2 separate regions of the Mus musculus genome follow, and region 2 is linked to region 1. The links are chromatin contacts, called in public HiChIP or PLAC-seq maps. All regions are on one chromosome and are shown on one strand. Each heading gives the region's core, a stretch centred on a gene start, on an enhancer-like site or on the middle of the called end of the contact. The rest is flanking DNA. Distances are from core to core; before and after follow the strand shown.

Evidence for each region. HiChIP or PLAC-seq counts read pairs in DNA pulled down with a chosen protein or histone mark.
Region 2: a contact with region 1 is called in an H3K27ac HiChIP or PLAC-seq map of embryonic stem cells, with 5 read pairs. The contact joins two enhancer-like sites. A contact is called at or near these places in 4 of 115 datasets of contacts at active chromatin or transcription factors (bone marrow-derived macrophages, effector CD8 T cells, embryonic stem cells and 1 more) and 2 of 9 other capture datasets (adipose tissue and liver).

The regions. Positions count from the first base shown.
Region 1 is chr4:133,727,375-133,732,133 of GRCm38.p6, forward strand. All of the region lies in intron 1 of Arid1a (AT rich interactive domain 1A (SWI-like)), which reads right to left. Among named protein-coding and RNA genes, the nearest start is that of Mir7227, 13 kb to the left of the region's middle. Within about 2 kb of position 2,942, at least 300 of the 459 cell types and tissues checked have an H3K27ac peak or open chromatin away from gene starts, as enhancers often do. A contact at or near this core is called in embryonic stem cells, where this site is marked.
Region 2 is chr4:133,897,103-133,901,774 of GRCm38.p6, forward strand. No RefSeq gene overlaps it. Among named protein-coding and RNA genes, the nearest start is that of Rps6ka1, 12 kb to the left of the region's middle. Within about 2 kb of position 3,334, at least 37 of the 459 cell types and tissues checked have an H3K27ac peak or open chromatin away from gene starts, as enhancers often do. A contact at or near this core is called in embryonic stem cells, where this site is marked.

The DNA.
Region 1 (4,759 bases), core at 1,692-4,191:
ACAACAACAAAAAAATAAGCTTCCCACAGTGCTTGTATTTAAATGTCTTTCCAATAAATATTAAATATTCCAAGCTATGTATACAGCTTCCTGTTTCTGCTGTCCAAGGTAGTTTTACTTTGTTTTGAAATGGCATGGAGTCTCACTATGTTGCCCAAATTGAGCTTAAATTCCTGGTCCCAACACTCCAGAATAGGTGGAGTTATTGGCTGCATTCCAGGACATAAGAGTTCAGGCTTTTTTCAAAGTCCTCCTAAATGCCCCAAATACAAGGATGGACAACTGTTCAACTACAACAGTTCCTACTGACAGAAGGAACAGGCAAGCAAGGCAGCAGATATCCTCAACCCCAGTATCAAGTAGGACGACTGAATTAGAAGAGGGGAAGCTAAAATAGTCCTGAAGAACAATGGCATCGAAATAACCCAACCTGTATCAGCAAGGGTTATAATAACGTACACCCAGCCCCAAACCCAAACACATGGCCAAAACTCCAACACTTACCAAGGCAAGCAGGATAAGACAAAACTCCCCTGCACCTGGAGTCTTAAGACTACTCTGGCCTCACAGTAGGATCCTTTAAAGGACAGTCAAACAATAGCTTCTCAAAATGAAACTGACATTTTTTGGTTATCAAACTCATTCCCCTCACCAAAGGTTTATCACGATCAATGGACTATTGCAGTCTATTCACCAAACAAAAATATGTTCAGTTCCAACAAACAGACCACTCTGGTTTCATGTTAAAAGAGAATCTAACTTACTTATGAGATTTAAAAATACTGTGAAAGATATGTGGTTTGCAGTTGGGGGGGGAGGCACCACTCCCAATCTCTTAAAGTAGAGAACATCAAATCTTCATTCATCAATTGAAACAGAAAAATGTCTACCTCCTGTAAAATAGAAACGGCCAGCATCAGTAGTCAGCAGCCACAAAGGAGGAGAAACACCAAATCGTAGCTGCAAAAGAGCCAGAGATGCCACTCTGGGAAAGATGGAGAGGAAACCCTTTCAACAGGAAACCGCGGGAGCAGATTACTGTGATTACGCTTCAAAGGCAAAGGCTCTGCCTCACAGACACGTAATTGAGAGGAAAATGCTGGCCCTTCATCAGGCAAGCCAGGCCCCCTGCTATATACTCTCCTGCATTCATAAAAAAATAAAAATAAGGGTGGGGGGGTAGTCCACCACTTAGCTCCTTGCAGATCACTGGCCAAGCTATAAAGTGCCTGACAAATGAAATGAATGCGGTTCGGGGCATCAAAGGTGCCGGTGCAGGCCTATCCTTCCGAGTATATTCAGTGCAAACAGCTTGCACACTAACAACTTGCAGAGTTCCCTGCTTCCAGCAAATGGCACCTCCGGACCACCTGGCTCTGGAATCACTCACAAGTTCTTAATGTACAGGAAAAGGCCACAGTGGCCTTGTGAACTGCTGAAAGTAACAAGTTGAGCTTTAAGGTTCATCAAGGCTAGGTGTCAGATAGTCAAAAGTAACCACTTTTGGGACACTCAAAATATTAAACATAGTTGCAAATTCTCTATCTGACCATAAGCCACTGAAAGAGGAGACAAAACCAGGCACGCACTAAAACTTCTGAGTACCAAGAGATATTACTCCCCACACCATGTGGTAGTGGCACCAGGAAAAACAATCTCTGATCCTGAAATAAGTCTGCGAGAGAATGGACAGTCAGAAGCCAAAGATACAGAGAAGAGGTGACCAGAAGCGGAGGTAAGGGCCAACTTTTATGCCTAGCTGTGCCAAAGACTCGAAAGAACAAAATGAAAGGTTGGGCCAGGGACTGCCAAGAGCCTCCATCTTTGGAAAGGAGAAGTCCTGACCAGCACACACTTGTGTTTTCCGCTCTAGATGCCAACTAGTCGGTGCCAGGATAAACCTAGAGCCATACCCTTGGATTTTGGGCCTCCAAATATTATTTTGTACTTCTCGTGCTTTCAATTTATTCCTGGCCAGATTTGTTTATGAGTTTTAATAATAACAATAAAAATGCATCCCTGGCTCTTTAACCGAAAGAAGCCCCTAATTGATTCCCACAGTAATTAACCTGCATTTTACCTCAGAGAGCGGTAGTTAAGGAAGTCGGCACTGCTATTTATAACTCATCTCAAATTGAGGGCAGACTGCCTAAAATCTAACACATCCCAGCTGTACTCCTGTTTGAACTGGGGCCAAGGGAATTTTTTAAAGCAATCTTGGCACGGAATGAATGACACCAACAGTATGAGAGCGTGAGTGGTTGTGTTGTGGTGACGTAGCATTGGAGGTGGAGGGGGGGGCAGTGTACTGTGATCCCTCTCGTGCGTGCCTGCAGCTTGAGTCCCAGTACAGTAAGCTGGGAACCGCCCACTGAGAGCCAAACACAGGAAAAGGCTTTTCCTGTGGACCGCCTTGAAGTGAGAAACACATGGCTAATCTGCATAAACTCGAAGCCACACCGACCCTGCCAGGAAGGTTAGTGCTCGTAATCTCTGGCCATGAAGCTGGCTGCCTGGGAAGACTTGGACTGGCGCCTGATAACCCAGAAAGAGCCGAGAGAACAGATGGGTAAGGACCCCAGCAGAATACAGCCTCGGGTCACGTGACTCGCCACATGGCCCCGCCAGCACAAACTATTGTCTGGCTGCAGAGCTTCTATACAAAGGCACCAGGCCTCCACTTCCTGTGATTCTAGGGACTGGCAGCAGCTGTTGATCAGTTCCCGGAGGGGACCCTCCTCTGTTAAGGGCACTCCAGGCAGAGATAAGTACAAAAGTTAAGGCCTCTCCCAACCAACAGGCTTTTTACTTTCCCTGCCAGCTCCACAGAAATCACTTAGATCTTAGGACTAAAGGGACTTCTGCAAGAGCAGCCTTGCTCCCTAGTACATAAATTGAGCAGCATAAATCATTCCACTGTCCCTTTTCTCTATAGCTACAGGCCATCTCTGCCTACCTCCACTTCCTCCCATTCACCATGGGGCTGAGGACTGGTATGATCTGAACCAATCCAAGAGGAAGTACTATGAAATCAGCTGACATCAGCTCTGTCCTGAGACCCTGAATAAGGGACTATAGGATGGGGTGTTGTTTTGTTCATTTGATAGTGTTTTGCTATCTTGTCCAGGCTGGTTTCTAACTCTTTGGCTCAAATGATCATCAGTAGTGCTGAGACTACAGGCAGTTATACCATACCAGCCCTGTGTTGTACTTTTAAACAGGGGAAACATGACTACATGCCAGGACAATAACCTACCCCCCCTACCCTACCCTCCTATTGAGCCTCATCAAAGCCATCTCATCCATGGAGAAATGGAAGTACGCTAACATTTTATCCAGAGTCAAACCCACACGTCCTGGGAGCCGCGTTATATATAATCTGGAGACCACGTGCCAATTTACTTCTTTACAGAAGATAAAAACACTTCATTCAAATTCTGGTCATCTGCCTATGTGGCTGCTAATTTGCAACCACCATCCCCCAAAGTACGTTTTGTTGTATTAAATTCTTTCAAATTTCCCTACGTTTAAAAGGAGAATAAGAGCACACTTCCAATTTATCAGATAAAGGCAGCCACCAGAACTGAGATCCTTCCAGTCCTTCCAAATCCACACTACCTCATAATGATACTGAACAAGCTGGGCATGCCCCATGCATAGCTATAGTCCCAGCACTCAGGACACAGAAAATTCAAAGGATGGCCTGGATTAGGCACCCAGACACCCTCCCAGAGCTAGATTCTAACTCAACATCAGAAAGAGTTAACTATGGAGTCCTATCCAGACCAAAGGGCCATAGAAAGCTTGTTAGTGTTGAGAAAAGAAGACTAAAGAAAAAGTCACTAAACCACCTAATGAAACTTACAGATGAGAGCCAATTTTAATAACCCCTCACGGCTACCCACCCAAACAATCATGCCAGAAAAGCCACAACCAGGCGCCTGTTATTTCTTCACTTCTTCACTGGCACCAGAAAGAGTGCTTCATATAAAGCAGCTAGGAAAACTAATGAATTTCCCAACAAATGAGAAAACTGTCTGTCTGTCCAGGGCACTTTCAGCAGCCACCCTTTACAGAGGAAGACTGCCTTGTGACAGACTTTCCAGTTTCCGTACTTCCAACTATAGTCTCTAAGGCAAACAAGCAACTTTTTCATAAAAATATTCCTCTTGCTGTGTGCTGTAGTCAATGTATTTAACCCTAGCAGAGGCAGGCTGATCTTTCATCGTTCAAGGCCAGTCTGATCTACAAAGTAAATTCTAGGACAGCCAGAGCTACAAAATAGAGAAAACCTATCTCAACAACAGCAGCAACAACTGCCCACAGATCTAAAAAAGGAACACAGGGCCATAAAAACAGGGTAAGGCCCCAAGAGAACAAGTAAAAACTGAAAGGTTATCTATCTGATAGATCTGGTTTACAATTCTCCAGGATAAGACAGCCACAGCAGTCCGGGGAGAGCACGCTGAGGCAGAAGCTGCAATCCCAGTTTCTTACAGCAGCTCCATGGGAAGGCACAGACAGAAGACTGAATCACGGGGGAGGCCATAGGGGATTTGGGGGATAGCATTTGAAATGTAAATGAAGAAAATATCTAATAAAAAAATTACAAAGAAAAAAAAGTGAATCAACTTTAACTCACTCAGGTTCTGGGTCCCAATCCTACCATCCGGGGTCTGAGTCGGTGGTGAGGAGACAGGGTCAGGCGTCCACGTACTGTGTGCACCCTTAACTTCATAAACTCTAGGAAGCTAGAACT
Region 2 (4,672 bases), core at 2,084-4,583, 170 kb after region 1:
TTAAGCTCTCAAAACCCACACTAAGAGACACACTTCCCTCAGATAGGCCACACCTCCTGAGCCTTCCCAAACAGGACCACCAACTGGGAGCCAAGCATTAAAATACCAAGGACTCTGAGGGACACTTCTCTTTCAGACCATCATGTCTGCATAACAATTTCTAGGACACCCAGTCTCAGAAGAAAACCGGGCAAAGTGTAACATCTCACATGGCCCAGCTATGAAATGGCAGTGGTACTCTTGTAACCCAAACCCCATGTCTAACCCATGTTCTAAGATGTTCCATGATGGCCAGTGCTGTATATGAATGCGAGTAATAATATAGGGTTAGAACAGGCTGTTCTGGGAAGCTACGTGCGGTGTTTGTTAAAGGAATGACTCATGAGTGAGAGGCCACGCTGGGCACAGTGAGGTCATCACTCTGTACCTTGTCAAAGCACTAACTCTAGCAGTGAGTGTGGGCTGCGGCCTAGGTGTGGGTCTCTCTGTGGTAGCCTGAGCTGCGTGGGCTGTGGCATTGAAGAGGTCCTTGTGTGGACGGGCCTTGCCCCAGGGGGCTCCTCTGTGATGTTGTCTCCTGGCCTCTGAGTAGAGGCTGGTTGGCACTGGTGTCTGAGGGCAGCAGGTAAAACAGCAGGAGGCGGTTACTGTAGGGACCGCACCTTTACCGAGGAATCTCAGTTGGTCCGAACCAGGCTGAGCATTTACATCATAATCAGCACAAGCAGCGGGTGGGGGCTTATGGCCTACCTTTCTGCCTGACTCCTTCCCTCTCCTTCTCCCTCTGTCCCTCCTCCTCCTCCTTCCTTCCTTCCTCCCTCTCTTCCCTCCCTTCTTTTCTTCCTTCCCTCTACCCCTCCCTCTCTATACTGAAAACAGAACCTAGGCCCTGAGCTTGCTAGGCAAATGCCCCCACCATTGAGCTACATCCTAAGCCTCCTGGGCACCTGAGGTTGGACAACTATGTCTCCTGTCTGGAACTGAAGTTTGCAAGCAAGATCTCATCAGCTATTTCTACCAAGGCCTCGAGACGTAAATCATAAGAAAATTGAGGCTCAGAGAGGGATAGGGTTGCCCACAGCCAGACAGCGGGTATTGTAGCTGGACTGGAAACCTGAAAAACAACATCTGTAATCTCAAAGCACCCCAGTGTTGGGGAGAGAGGGAGGAGGGAGCAGCTGGGGGGAGAGAAGTGCCTCTCCTGTAGGGCCAGGGTCACACCCCACTTGCACCTCCTCCAGGACGTGTCAAACAAAACCCAGGCTTTTGCCTGCAGAGCCCCGCAGGAAGGATGAATACTCCCTCTGCATCTTCCCGGTGCCACTTGTCTTGGCTCTCTGCCCTCCTGCTGCCATCATCCTTGCCGCTCACTGCACATGCCTGGTGAGCTCTCTCCCGTGCTACCCTTGCTGTGCCCTCTGTCTGGAACATTCTTTCCCCAGCTCTGGGGGGTTCATGCCTTCACTTCATCAGCATCTCGAATCTCCGCTGTAATGACGTGGCACAGTAACTGTAGCCCAAATGCTGTGGCTGCAGGCTCGCTAGCAATCCAACTGCATGCTCATCTGTCTGCCCTCCCCATGAGAAGTAAGCTCCAGGAGGGGACAGGTGACATTCCTGGATCGGCACCTTAGGCTGAGACAGGGCTCTGAGTTCCAGCCCACATTGAGACGCTTATCTTAAAAGTAAATAAAACCACCAGCCTGGTCGGCCAGGCCAGCCAGGGTTGTTACAGAGAGACCAGCTAAATAAATAAATGCTAAATAAAACCAATAAAATCAAACACAAAAGCTGCAGCCTCCTGTTTCCTGCTGTATGCATGGGTACGCAGATAATGCCACAGGCCACAGATCTTGCTTGGGGTCCAGCGCTGCACACCTGAGCTCTTAGCTCATCTCTCTTAGCCAAGTGACCCTGAGTATTCAAGATAACCTCTCTCAGCCTCAGTCTTTGCATTTGTTACCTAGGTAAGCACTGGCTCTCTAGAGCAGGCAAGCCTCATCACAGACATCCACCTGCCTCTGCTTCCTGAGCGCTGAGAGTACAGGTGTAGGCCACTGAGTCTGATGGTTTTTTTACATTTTGAAATAATTTTAAGTGAAGAAAAAAAAAGTGACGATGCATGACATTTGTACAAAATTCAGATTTGAACACGCGTAAATAAAGTTTTATTGGAACACAGCCATGCTCCGTTTGTGGCTCCTCTGTGCTTCCTTCTCACTACGTTAAGTAGTTGCAACAGAGACCATATGGCCTGCGAAGTCTGAAATATTTACGATCAGTCTCTTGGGAAACAGTGTGTGGCGGGCTCTAGGAACTTACATTCTTAGAGGAGACAGAGAGTCAAACAAGCAGGTCAGGCCTGTCCAAGTGGAATATTTCCTTTCAGGCTGCTTCTCTGGAGCCCCAACCCTGAGGAAGGGAAATGTTCCACCCACCAGGTGCCACCCAATAGCAGCTCAGCATCCCATCATTGTGACCAGCCAATAGGATCTGAGCTAATAGGATCCACCCAGATCCCCTTCCCTTATCCCAGAATGTGGACTCAGGAGCCGCTTTGTGGGGACGACAGAACTCATCACCCTTTTGTGGGTTTGTTGTTGATGTTTTTGAGACAGTATCTTACTCTCTAACCCAGGCTAGTCTAGAACTTACTATGTAGACCAGAGTGGCTTCAAACCAGCCAGAGTCCTGTTGCCTCGATGTCTCAAGTGATGGAATTATAGGGACAAGCCATCACATCTAGTCTGTAGAGAGTGATAGGGTTGCCAATGAAAGAACTCAGTGGGGAAACCCCCACTCAACTCCCGATTCGGCGTGCACCCAAGAATCACGAATAGAACACAACACCTTGATGTAACAACAAGAGGTATTTTAATGGCGGAGCTCCGGATCGAAACGTATCTCACACAGGAGACAGTGGATTCGACCACGAGGCTTGGAAGCTAGGGGTTTTTATAGAAAAGGAGTGGGGCTGGGGGAGGAATTGGCGCAGTTTCACATGATTGGTCCATTTAAACATCAGCAGCCTGTAACATTTAACTTAGGTCAGAGGGGTGGGAGATACGGAGGCGATGGGCCTGCCCGGGCATGTCCTGGTCTGTTCTGCTATGTTCTCAGCCCCAGGTTTCAAAGCTCACAAACAACTCTTTGGGCTATTTGACATACATTACATGAATTACAGTTTTATTTCCTTTCACCTCTATCCCTTTGTGGCACTGTGGCGGCCCGCCATGTGTGCAGCGGATCTCTGGGCACTGTCTTCATTCCCCTGCCTGGAAGGGGCAGGTGTGGCTTATGGATTTGTTTCTGAAGAAACTAAGACCTACATCAGCCGCTGACTTGCTACCAGCCCTTGTGGTGTCAGAACTGGAAAGTTAGCTTTGGGAGGTACCTCTGGGCTCACCTTAGTCAGAGCTTGGAAACTGGTGGCCTAGGGCAGAATCTACTGAGGGTGGTGGCCTGTTAGCTCTGTTCAAGCACTGAGCCATGCATTCTCTGTAAGACTTTTAAGACATTGTAATGACAATGGGTACGCCTTTTATTGTCTCCACATTCCCGCAATTCTAAATGAGGTTAGTGATAAAACTGTCCTTTCTTGAAGGGCGTGGTGGCGCACGCCTTTAATCCCACCACTTGGGAGGCAGAGGCAGGCGGATTTCTGAGTTCGAGGCCAGCCTGGTCTACAGAGTGAGTTCCAGGACAGCCAGGGCTATGCAGAGAAACACTGTCTCAAAAAACAAAAAAAACAAAACAAAACAAAAAACAACAACAAAAAAACCAAAACAAAAAAACAAACTGTCCTTTCTCTGAGCAGGGCAGAGTGCCTCCTGCCTTTAATTCTAGCACTTTGGGAGGCAAAGGCAGCCGAATCCCTGTTTGTTTAAGGCCAGCCCGGTCTACACAATGAGTTCCAGGATAGCCAGGGCTACATACAGAAATCCTGTCTCAAAAAACCAAAACAACATTCTTCATGGGTGACCTCTGTGGTGGCCTTGTGTGTTCTGCATGAACACAACCCTGGTTTCAACCCCCAGCACTAAAACCATTGTCATTTCTAAGATCGTTCTCCCCTGCCGCTGCCCCTGCCCCGCCCCCCTGCCCTCTTACTGGGGCAGGGATGCACAAGTGCATGTCACAGTGGTCAGAGGACGTGTTGTGGGAGTTGGCTATCCCCTTTTACCTGTGGGTTCCAGGGATCAAACTCAGGCTGTCAGGCTTGGTGGCAAGCGCCTTTAACCACTGAGCCATTTCACTGGCCCCCAAAGAGATCTTTCTGTTGGGCGAAACAATTTGTGTTATCATGGTGAAATTTAAAAAAGAGAACATAGAGCTGAGCAGAGAGCCCCGGGCCTGGATGCTCAGGAGGCAGCACTCTTTGGGCGTTTGTTTGTTTGTTTTATAAAAGAACTGGCTATGGTGGTGCAGACTGTTAAAGCAGCGCTCTGGAGGCAGAGGCAGGCAGAGCTCTGTGAGTGCGAATGAAAACGGCTGGCCTATTGAGTTTCAGTGCAGAAAGACAGCCAGGGCTGCATAGAGAGAGTCTGCCTCAAAAAGCTATAGAGAGACAGACACACAGACAGATAGGTAGTATTATTTAAAACATCAGGCCTTTTATAGGCATGCAGAGCTATGTCCAGTTTATTTAGTGCAAGGGATCAAACCCGTGGCC